3 separate regions of the Zea mays genome follow, and regions 1 and 2 are each linked to region 3. Evidence: chromatin contacts called from public Hi-C data. All regions are on one chromosome and are shown on one strand. The core of a region is the stretch at or near the end of the contact, and the rest is flanking DNA. Distances in the headings are between cores, read along the strand shown.

The links. Hi-C and Micro-C count contacts between places; a contact is called where the count stands out from the background.
Region 1: a contact with region 3 is called in a Hi-C map of leaf, with 10 times the contacts expected there. The contact joins the promoter of LOC100281948 here to the promoter of LOC100275503 in region 3. A contact is called at or near these places in 21 of 25 Hi-C or Micro-C datasets (bundle sheath, ear, endosperm and 5 more) and 1 of 3 datasets of contacts at active chromatin or transcription factors (leaf).
Region 2: a contact with region 3 is called in a Hi-C map of ear, with 2.0 times the contacts expected there. The contact joins the promoter of LOC100280755 here to the promoter of LOC100275503 in region 3. A contact is called at or near these places in 5 of 25 Hi-C or Micro-C datasets (ear, endosperm, leaf and 1 more).

The regions. Positions count from the first base shown.
Region 1 is chr3:209,458,458-209,462,242 of Zm-B73-REFERENCE-NAM-5.0, reverse strand. It overlaps LOC100281948, which reads left to right and starts at 1,783. Exons shown (of 4, transcript NM_001154866.1): 1 at 1,783-2,028; 2 at 2,179-2,308; 3 at 2,562-2,677; 4 at 2,944-3,733. The coding sequence starts at 1,896. The coding sequence ends at 3,527.
Region 2 is chr3:209,434,903-209,438,888 of Zm-B73-REFERENCE-NAM-5.0, reverse strand. It overlaps LOC100280755 (acid phosphatase), which reads left to right and starts at 2,137. Exons shown (of 10, transcript NM_001153676.1): 1 at 2,137-2,567; 2 at 3,065-3,159; 3 at 3,266-3,333; 4 at 3,441-3,475; 5 at 3,561-3,638; 6 at 3,743-3,896. The coding sequence starts at 2,266.
Region 3 is chr3:209,590,483-209,594,607 of Zm-B73-REFERENCE-NAM-5.0, reverse strand. LOC100275503 reads right to left here and starts at 2,389. Exons shown (of 7, transcript NM_001155093.2): 1 at 2,188-2,389; 2 at 1,964-2,061; 3 at 1,838-1,868; 4 at 603-702; 5 at 441-511; 6 at 209-352; 7 at 1-88. The coding sequence starts at 2,313. The coding sequence ends at 2. It overlaps LOC103651273 (protein IQ-DOMAIN 1), which reads right to left. Exons shown (of 4, transcript NM_001362605.1): 4 at 3,975-4,125. The coding sequence ends at 4,071.

The DNA of each region.
Region 1 (3,785 bases), core at 534-3,033, 130 kb after region 3:
TATGACCTTTGCAGTTATTGTTTCTTGTTTTTGTCTCCGGCAAAACTATACCATAGCTAGTACGTCACCGGAAACCGTGGTTTCTTTTGTCAACAAAATGGAACGGGTGTGGGACGTACGTGCTTATGATTTTTCATACGCGCAACACATAGGGCATCATAAAATCCGCAGGTTGATACGTACTCCCTCCGTTCGTTCACATAAATTTGTCGTTTTGGTTTTGACTTAAATCAGTCACTATCAATTCTAACCGGTTATATCAAAAGTTCCACAAGATTTTAATAACAATAAAATTACTAGATTCATCATTACTTAAACTATCATAATAATATGTAGTTCTTTTAGCTTAAAATAATTTAATCTTATATATATTGTTGGTCAAAGTTTCAATAATTTGGTTTAAAATAAATCTAGAAAGGCAAACTCACGTGAATGAATGGAGAGAGTAAGGTAGTGTTTGGTTGAAGAGTCAAGTAGAACGGAACCGTTCTGTCCCAGTTTTGTTGTTGTTTGGTTACAAAGTAACTAGAACGGAATGACTCCAATTAGGGAATATTCTCCTCAGATCTGGAACCATTCCGCTCCAAAAAATCAATGGGACGGAGCCACTCTGTTCCAATTCCGCTCTCACAGTCACGCTCCGTTCCGTTCACTCTGCAACCAAACAAAAAACAGAACCGCTCCGTTCCAGATTACCAAACACAGAACAGAGCGACTCCGTTCCTAGAATCAGGGATGGAACGACTCCGTTCTACTTGACTCCTCAACCAAACACTACGTAAGGAACATTTTTTTCACGGGACATACGTGCAGTACGTAGCGGAGGTACAGGTGGTCCCTGTGGGCCATGGATCACCCTAAGGCTTATTCCATCATACAAAGCCCATAAAATTGCAGAAATTTTGGCGTCCATCTGCTCTCGGCCCATAGAAAGTCCTTCCTAGCGCGCTCGCCCGCCCGGGTTGTAGATGGTAATGGTATGGTAAGTGAGAGCAATGAATGTGCTAGAGAGCATCTGGACTGTCTAGGGCTCGAGATGGAATCCAAATACAGAGACGCGATAGATGAATCACACATATATAGATGAGATTGAGAACGCATCGGTCGGTCACCATTTGGTCTGCGAATTCATACTAGTCTAAATGGTAGCTGCACTGCCACCCATGTACTAGTACTAGTTTGGAGAAAGTTGCATTGCAATTGCAAGCTGAAGCAGCAGTTAAAGTTACGCCGCGGACGTACTGGTAAACAAAGCAGTGAAATTTCTCACTCTCTTTCTCTCACTCGATCACGGCCGGCACAGGAATGCAGGATGGGCCGGTACGTTTCCTAAAACTAACCAGGCATCGGCGGTGAGCCCCGTCCCACAAGTCTTGTCCCAATGAAACGCCGCGGCGCGAGACTAATTACCGGAGTGCCCTCCGGCGCGAACCGGCCTCCTCCTCCTCCCGTCCTCCGTCCAGCTCCCTTAGCCATGCATGAAGCCCTCGGCGGTCCAGCCACTCACATTTGAGGCAACCTAGAGCGTGTGCAGTAACATGCCTGCTCACACGCCTAGGCTCATAGCTAGCTAAGCTTAGGGTTCCAACTGCATGCACAGGTTTGGGCCGACTTTTCCTGCCCGTGCTTTTACCCTGCCTGCCCAGCCCTGGCCCTGGGTGCGTTTGCATTGCAGCCACTGCATGGATGCATTTGGCATGCCGCGGTACTGCTGCTCGCTCGCCCCTTCCGGTCCGGCCCTCGTCGTCTTCTTTATAACCACGCGCCACTGAAAGCTCGAGCGCTTCTGGCACTTGAATCCGTTTGCGTCGTCGTCGTTCCTGTGTGCAGTGCGCGGTGCGCCACTGCTAGTGAGAAGAGATATAGCTAGGCTTCAGTGCGACGACGACGACGAGATGGGGCACCACTCCTGCTGCAACAAGCAGAAGGTCCGGAGGGGCTTGTGGTCGCCGGAGGAGGACGAGAAGCTCGTCAAGTACATCACCGCGCACGGCCATGGTTGCTGGAGCTCAGTCCCAAGGCAAGCAGGTACTACAGACATGTACATTTGTGTGCGAGGTCGTGGTTATTGTTTAATTTCATGCACCGAAGCAGCGCGCGCGGGAAAAAAAAAGGAGCAGTTCAGTTCAGTTCAATGCATGATTACGTACCATACCATGTGTGCTTGCTTTCACGCAGGGCTGCAGCGGTGCGGCAAGAGCTGCAGGCTGAGGTGGATCAACTACCTGAGGCCGGACCTGAAGAGGGGAAGCTTCTCGCAGCAGGAGGAGGCCCTCATCGTCGAGCTCCACAGGGTGCTTGGGAACAGGTAATCAATCCTTGGTCGTCCGTCGCCGCCGCCGCCGCCGGCCGGCCCCTACTACACGCAAATCAGCTATGCATACATGCATGCCACTCTGCTGCTTAATTTCCCTCTGCATGACGCAGTTGTTCCTTTATCTCTACATGCAACTGCCGCCCACATATGTCGCCTTAATAACTTGCTTGGGAGTTTGGGACAAAGGAAAGAGACGCGAATGGAAAATGCAGCTAGCTAAAAATGCGTGCCACTGCACACACAGGTGGGCCCAGATCGCCAAGCATCTGCCTGGTAGAACGGACAACGAGGTGAAGAACTTCTGGAACTCCACCATCAAGAAGAAGCTCATCTCCCAGGCCGTGGGCAGCCTCCACCCAGGTAATGACACGTCCCTCCCCCAGCAGGACTCTGTATATGTGAACTGTGGTGTCAGATCTTTTGGCTTCTAATATTACTGTTTCCTCTTTTACGATCTACCTGCATCGGAGATGGGAACAAAGTTAATCAGAGAAACCGACGACACCGATGTTTTTTTTTTCTCTCCTGAAGAAACACAGACTGACGACGACACAAATTTATCGAGCATGCGACGGAAACACAACTCTAACTCGGCTTCTTCTGCTGCAATGCAATGCTCGCTGCAGACCTGTACTACAACATTCTGGATGGAGGAGCCGCCGGAGCACAGGACCTCGCGGCCGCCGGATGCGCGCCGCTGAACGGGGCGGACAGCGCGTCAGCAGCGGCGGCGCAAGCAGTGGGCGTGACGACGACGCAGCCTTCTCCTTCCATGGCGCACGTCGACCCCGCGGCGGCGTGGGCGGCGGACTTCGGCTCCCAGACGCTCTTCCTCCCCGGCGGCGCGGCCGCTCTCCAGTACGCCGCCGCCGTCGAGGGGGAGTTCGTCAAGCAGTGCCGCACGGCGGCGGACGCCTGCTACCCGCCGGAGCCGGAGGACGGCGGCGGCGGCGCGAGGCAGTGCAACAACCAGGCAGCTGCCGATGTCGTGACGGCGGCGGTGCAACCGGAAGGCGCCGGCCTCCCGGTGTTCCTTGAACCCAAGTGCGCCGGCAGTTTCATGCCCGAGCCTGCTCTGGCTCCGGTGATGGACTTCATGGAAGCCATCCTGGGGTCGACGGCGGCGGCGTCGGCTGCCAGCGCTTCGTCTCTCGACGACACCTGCTTCTCGGCGAACGCCGGCATGCAGTCCCACTGTTGGATTCCCTGAATTATTCACCCTATTTACTTCCATCGGTAGATGCATATATACATGCATGGATGACTCTTCATCAAGCGCGCGCGGAGTATCAGATATGATTAAGTATAGAGTTTATGAAATAATTAATATAGATATAGTAGGTTTCTCTCACTCTCATCGATCAGGGTAGTAACAACATGGGTTACATGTAAATATGTTTACGTACGTATATATAATGTCTAGTGAAGGCAAGGGCAAGCATATATATATGAGTGGGTGTCAGTCACG
Region 2 (3,986 bases), core at 888-3,387, 160 kb after region 3:
CGCCGCCCTAGCCATGTCGGCGCCGCGCGTTCGTTTTTCCTCAAGCAATAACTTCCGACGACGTGCGTACGACACCGGCACCGGCACCGGCACGCGGCGCTGCCCCCTGCAGCCTGTAGGTCGATCAGGTCTCGGCGTTGGCTGCTTTCAAGGGTGGATGTGACGTGTGCATGCGCCATGTCTCGGATCCGTAGCCCAGCTAGGTTCCACTGTTTAATTGGCTATAGTTGCACCGGTCGGCCTAGCTAGCTCCAAACAAGGCACCCGTGGCCGTGGTTAACACTTTAACAGCTTGTGTGTTCTCTGGCCTGTGGAAAAAAAAGATAAACCGATGAAATTTCGTACGTTACGGTACATGCGATAACTGTGCAGAAATCTTCGTAATGCTCCGGGAGTGTTAACTCCCAGCTGTACAACGCGAGGAGTACAGGCTGCAGTACAGACATGATAATGCTGGCCAAGCCTCATTATTGAACGTGCGGCACCAGGCCACCAGCAGCAGCTCGAGGGGGTGACGAAGTAAAAGAGAACACGAGGACAGGACTGAAAGCAAAAGAGAGCAAGATGGTCCCATGTTCGTGTTCCCATCCCAGTGGGACGTTTGAACGGTATACTGTAAAGTTTCGTCAAATCTCATCCATTCAGCATGCATGCATGTGTGCGGTAACTGTGAATCGGCTCGCTCTTTTTACGCGCGCGTTAACTTGGCACCTTTTGACGCGTCATGCGTGCATGGCACCTGTATCGTAGAAATCAGCAGACCGCGCGTGGCGAGTGGATTAGGCCCGTGCCCCAAAAGCCGCCGACCGTGCATGCCTGGTCCTGCATGCGGCGGCGGCGGCTCGGGCGGCATTGGAACGAGCCAACGGCGCGCCCGACGCGAACGCGTCAACGCGATCGATCGGCTTCGGTTGTGCCTCTAGCGCCCGCGCCGCGCCGGCTGCCCGCCTTCAATTCCTGGCGGAGACTATCCATCGCGCGCGGCCGGTACTGTATCCGACGTCAGACAGCGGCGACGTGCCGACGTCAGACAGATCGACTCCTACTCAACGGCCCCGGCCGCTAGCTAGCTGTCGCGCGGTGCTGCTGCATGCTGGCTCGCCCAGAAGGGGGCTCATGCTCATCAGTCATCACATGGCGATGCCCTGGCCCGGCGGCCGGCCGGCGCCACCACCGTCGTCGCTGGCCTTCGGATCCCAATTTTATTATGCGATCCGGGCGCAGATACAACCGATCGGTACATACAGTACATGCGTGCGCCCCCACGTACGTACCAGTAGTACTCTCCATTATTCTGCCATCGGGCGTACCAAACGATATAGCATCCTATACTTTAATTATTTTGACGAACGAGTACACGAATGTATATATTTTATTTTCGGATGCTGCGTCAGCGTTGCCGTCTAGCTTGCCGACGAACCAAACGTCGTGTCGTAAATGCTGGAACGGGGACATGTTTGTAAATGCAAGTTGAATTTGGTCTCAGGACTAATGTGCATGCCCACAAACAACCTACATATGTATTTATTTATTTATTTATTGTTTTTCCAAAGCATTTCGAGCGTGGATTTCACATCTCGTAAGACGCATTTTATCCCAACTGTGAAGTGCCGCGACCTCTACTTCTTTACTCTGTTTCAAACACTGCAATTCCCCAAATCATAGGATACCTTCGGTGACAGTGGTTTAGGTTTCATCAAGTTCCAAATGAACGACTAATCATCAAATGACGACACAACCGCATATTCCCCAAATCTGTGCAGGCAGAAAATGATACTCACCCTACATACAACCTCAATTCACATATATTTGGGTGTTATTCACCTCAATTCACATACATTAAGATAGATTGGAATTGGAATACAAATTTAATTTCATCTTAATCCAACCATAACCAAACGAAGCGGGTCCGGCGGTCCGGCCTTGAAATCCATAAGGGCCCGTTCGGTTCTTACGGAACCATCACCTGGAATAGTTCCTAGCTGATTTGTTTGCCTAATTTATATAGGTTTTGGTCAATTGGATTGGTTCCTGGATGGATCCGGGACAAACGAACGAGGCTTAAAAAGAACGCGCGCCCAGCCCATTTGGCTATTTCAGTCCATTCCCACCTTCGTCCAATCGTCCCCGTCAACACCGGCGCTTCCTTCCTTCCTCCCTCCGTACATCCCTCTCTCTCTCCCTCTCTCCTGCCCTCTTCGCCTCTTCTGCCCAGCCATCCCTGACGACGCGAGGCGGCAAATAACCTCTCCGGGGACGAGGCCGATGGAGTCGACTTCCGGCGAAGACGCTCCGAAGCGCAACCCGCTCCCGTCCGCGCTCGTCTCCAACCTCGAGTCTGTGCTTGCCGCCCGCCGCCCGGCCGCGGCCGAGGTCAGCACCGCCGCCGCAGCCGGCGAGGCTGAAGCCTCGGCTCCCGAGGATGCCCCCTCTGGAGATGGGGCGCCGGCGAGGCCCATCGTGCTGCTGACCTGTGCCGGGGGGATCCGGTCCGCGGGTCTTGCGGCGCTCGTCGACGCCCTCGTTACCGGCGCCCGCTGCGACGTCCACGTGTGTGCTCCCGAATCGTACGTGCTGCAATCCGAAAATCCAGACGCGTTAATGTCCACCTTGCATTGCTCTCATGATCGCAGAATGTTGGCCCTGATCGACTGGGCTAAACGGCCGCCGCCGCTGCAGGCTGTGGCTGTGCTTTCTCTATTTTGTACCGTAGAATCCTGCAGCGCATCCGCTATTCCGCTGTAGAGACAGCCGATTGGATTTGTTGGGAGACTCATGGTGTGTTTGGTTTGATGAATCAATCCATTCTAGATGAAGTGGTACATTAAAGTCTATTCCATAAATTTGGTGCTTATTTCTGATATTATTACGAATTATTAGCATATGAGGAATGAAATGTTGATGGATCAACTCATTCCATTGTACAAAACAAACAAAAAAATGAGGAGTAAGTAGCCCGCGGGTTTGGGTTTGGGACGCCCTGTTTGGTGACATTAGTAATTTTGTTGGCGTTTTCCTGTGATTGTGGAACCGAACTGATTTGGAACCATTTGTTTATTTGAAGGGACAAGCCAGCCTGTGGCTACTCAATTACCATCCGTGAAACCATCACTGCGACATCGGTGGATTTCACAGGTGCTAAAGCTTTTGAGATATCAGGTGAGACCCATTGGTTCATTCAATTCTGCACAATTCGGGTCACACGTTCCTGAGCCCGGTGGTCCTAATATTTTATCTTTGCTGGCTTTGTTCATTGCAAACTTAGGCACGCCGGTTGACTGTGTCTCGTTGGCCTTATCTGGGAGGTTGTTTCCTTGGTCGTCTCCTGCTTTGGTATCGCGCTTGTTTATTTTTCTGGGATTGGATCCTCAAATGTTACTATCTTGAGTATATTTCGATTTGTGGTTTGGAAAATAATAAATTTATTTTTGTTTATACAGGTGATCAGCGGTATCAACACAGGACCAAACTGTGGGTATGAGATGTATGCTCTTATTTCAGAAATGATCATTTATTGTCCATTTTCTACTGTATTATTGATTCATTTGGGAACTCTGTAGGTTTCACTCTTCTGCCATTGCTGCTGCAAGGGAGGCCTTAGTGTATGGGGTGCCTTCAATTGCAATCTCATTGAATTGGTGAGATGCTTCTACCTGTATTGAATTTATATTTCTAATTTTCATACATCATTAATGTGATTGGTCCATGACAACAACAATACGTGATGGGTTTATGTGACTAGGAAGAAGGATGAAACCAAAGACAGCGACTTCAAGGATGCAGCTCAGGCATGCTTACCATTGATAAATGCTGCCTTGGATGACATTGAGAAAGGAACTTTCCTCAGAGGATGCCTATTGAATATTGGAGTTCCAAGTGCACCATCTGCAATTAAGGTCATTTTCTCAATGATACTCTGAATCTTGAACTCCACTTTATCCACTTTAGAGGGAATGGTAAACCAAACCTCTAGGATTACGTCATTA
Region 3 (4,125 bases), core at 1,140-3,639:
GCTATGACTCCGACGCTTTTCCATAGCCCAGCTCTGACATCTCCCAGCTCGTCCGTGGGGCGACCTCCTGGTGCGACCGAGTGTAGTGCTGAGCACAACCAAGAAAATTATTGAAGCACTGATCAGATGTAAGTCGATGGGGCAGACTCCGAGTCTAAAGAAAGAGTGTGCGAGATGTGTAGTAAGCAGATGAGGTCACTTCACCCACCTCCATCTTCTTCAGTAACTCATGGGCAGTTGGCGCTGAAACAATTATATCTCTGCAATCTAGCTTGATAAAGCCTTCCGTTGCCCCTCTATCAAACAGCATGAGCAGCGGGTCGTAGTAGCCATCAACGTTCAGCAAACCGACCTGCAGTATGCCAAGATTAAGTTACTCGTTCAGAGCACATGAGCTACTGAGCTACATACATTGTTCACGGCCATATACTGATACTCACTGGTTTGTCATGAATTCCGAGCTGTGACCACGTTATCATCTCTAACAGTTCTTCCATTGTTCCGTACCCTCCTGATGTCCAGAGACCCGTCATCGCCATATCAAACGAGATACATGTCGCTGCCAGCATGTACTGGAGAAAAAGAAGATGTAGATTGTGTACCAGGAAGAGCTATGAAGGCATCAGCTTGCCGTGCCATCTCAGCTTTCCTCTCGTGCATGTCGGAGACAACCTTAACTTCTCCAACGCTAGCACCAGATATCTAGTTTGAGAAGAAGAAAAAATTTGTTTGTAGCCGAGTTGATATAGCACTTCTCAGGTCATGGATTTGCTTTCCATGGGAGCGAATTTTAGATTGTGGTTAAAAAATCTCGGATATCCCACACCAAAGCACAAGTCTATGGCCTGGCTCCGGTCGCGATCGTGTTCTCACATAGCCTACAATGCCACTATATATATAGATGGTGCAGTGGTTCAAAGGTTTTCTTAACCTGTCGTGAGAATGTTTCATTTTTAATATTAATGTCTGGAAGTTGTCTTACCCCGCAGGTAGAGTTTTTTCTTTTTAGACACAGTACTAAAAGTAGGTCATAGTTTCAGATCTCTCGCAGCTCCATTCTTCAGATATATGGCTATAGCTTTCACGGCAGGACATGTATAAAATTGATCTCTAGGATTCTGGATTCACTTTGGAGCGACTAGCTAGAAAGAGTAGCATGTTTGTTTTCCTAGCTCTAGTTGTCTTTGCCGCATTCAAAACTCTTCAGTTTGGAGTTACATATAGATAAAGGCAATCATCCGTAACCTATCATCTACTGCCTAATGGAATTTTTTTTTATTTCTCACACTATTTCCCCCTCAAGTTGAGATGTCCTATTGGCAAGTTGCACATTCTTATAATTAAACCCACCCAGTGGTAAACATTAAAACTCCAAGTTGTATCGCCCTAAAATCTAAACTGGCAGTCTGCAATTCACCTCCCCGAAGCCCTAGTTCCATTTCCTTAGTGATCACCTACTCACCTATTGCTAAGCCCCAGAAGCAAAGGGGAATCAATCAGCGCCAACAAACCTTACGAATCAAATGGTGGCCTGGAGAGCACATAGGACTACGTGAGCTGCTACATACTAGAGCAAGATCATGTGAAACCAACATCCAGGGCAGAATTCATGGATAGATTTCAAATGGAACAGCTGTAAGCAGGTGCAAAACCAAACGCGAGCCAGATTCTAGTTTTTAGCTGAGAGTTGTTTCGCAGTTAGCTAGATATTATAATTCTCTCTTGTGAAATGTGAACCAGTTAGCCGCTAGAGCAGAGTAATAACTAGTAGAATTACCAATGGTACACACAAAGAAGAGAACAGAAGAAAAGGACAGTTAATAATTTTAATACACACCTCAAGCGGCATGAGTGCTCTCGGAATCACTCTGCAAACGGATCAAACAGAGAGGCCACACGTTAGACAGATTGCAGAGTTCGAACAGAAGCAGAATTCTCCAGGATGCGCAAGGTAAGTGGGTACCCGAGGACACTGCAGCCGCCACCAAGGACCGTCTGCGCGATCAGGCCCATGAGCCCGACGCTCCCGCCGCCGTAGACCAAATCGATCCCCTTCGCCACCTGCAGAGGCGAGAACCCGCAGAATCCCGTCCGGCCACGGAGCGTCAGGCGTGATCGAGCGATCGAGCCAAATCAGAAACTTTGGAAGCGGCCGCGGGCGCAGCCTTGCCATGGGCGGCGCATTACCAGCTCTTTGCCGAGGTCGAGCGCTGCGTCCCCGTAGACGGCGCGATTGCCGGGGTTGCTGCCGCAGAAGACGCAGATCCTGCCGAACCTGCTCGGCTCCGGCGCGCCCGCCGCGGAATCGCCCATGACGGGAGTGGCGGCGGGACGGAAGGAGGCTAGGAGAGGTGTTGGGCTTTGGGAGCTTCAAATGAAGGCGGCATCTGAGCTTCTGTCCTCACGCGATCGTGCTGTTAAATAATCGCGTAATCAGTTTGCCGGTCAACTCTAGTGGCCCCAGATGGCATCACGGGAGCCCATATGTCAGGGTGCGTTTCTTGCAGATTGGCCCCGCAATCTGTATCCTCCTCTCATAATTGAGTCCTTCCAACTTTTGTGTGACGTGATGGTGGCATTGGCGACGCGTGAAAACATTCGAAGGGAAATTCTTACGTCCATTTAGCGACTAGTACTAATTCTTTGTAGTTAACCGTTGTGCAGTTGGCTACTGTCATCAAGCAGAAGATTTCATAGTTCCTTTTTGTGGGATGAGAATTAAGTGCCAACTATGATACGTAATCTCCGTTCTAAATTAATATTTATTTTAGTTCTTAATTTTTGTGTCTATATTCGATTGAAAGATGAAAAACCTAGACATGAGCAAAAACTGATCCGATGCAGTTCTTCATCACCAAAAACTGCCTGCCTGCAGGCTGCAGCTGCATCGAAGCTACCGCTGACCGCAACGACTCTCTGTGCGTGTGTTTCTCGGCCTCTTCTGGCCCCGACACCGGCAGCTTATCCAAATAGTGAAACGTGGCCCGCTGTACAAGATCTAGCAAACATTCCATCCAACCACGCCATCGTACACGCTGTGGTTGGTTGATGTTGGCGGGACAGGTCTGGGGCGACGACACCGTACGTGCTGGGCGGTCGCCGCCTCGCCGGCCGACGCAAACTCCACCGGCATCGGGGAAAGCTCGGCGAACCTTCCAAATCCGAGTACTTTTGCGGGATCTAAGTCCAGGTGGTAGATGCCCTCTGTCTCCAAACTCGATGGACAGGCGCCATTACAGTATTAACCATGGGAGATCCTCGAGGATTCTGCGAGTGGATCTGCAGACATGTGTCGCCGTCTACCGACACCCAGATAAACTTGGGGGTGGATGAAAGGAGTATCAGATTAAATGGGTTCTCTTGATTAGTGATTGCAACCACTATGCGAAATCTCCTTCTCCTTCCTTGATTTCTTACCGTATTCTATGGCATCGAGCAGATTGGGTCCTCTAGCTGTGCTTTTATAAACTCTGGCACGCATCATGCTTTCTGAAGCATAAATTTCCCCCACCAGACTGTTGGAGTTAAACAAGCCAACGATTTTCATCAAAGCAACTGCTCCTTCGATTACACGACGTTCTTGCTTTTTTTACATGCATTGATTTTATAAGTATGTATATCTACTAGACGCAATGCAAACAAATTCTACCTAAATATATAAATACTAAAGTATCTTATAATTTACAATAGAGTAAAGAACTAAATTAATCGCTCCCAATTTCTTAACTTTGATCACAATATGGTTGCACAAGTTTTGGACGAGAAATACATAACGTGCATTTTCCAAAATATACATGTTTTCCCTCAAGAAAGAAACTTTGAATTCAATTGCCAGTTTCGTTGTGCTGATCCAGCAGGACCAACACGGAGGTACATTGCATACAAGTTATCACCATCCCGCGCGACTTCGGTTTGGATCCCTCAAAAGTAACAGTTCGGCGTTGGCACAGACAGAATTGTGGACGGTACCAAAATGAGCAACGAGGCATTGAAATCAGAGCATACATACAAGTCAGCATGAACATGCCTAACGCGCATAGCGTCATGAAAATAAACATGACTAGTAGGATTTAAAACAAGGCAACAGGCTGGTCATCGTTCTTCCTGTCCAAACTTCTTCTAGCG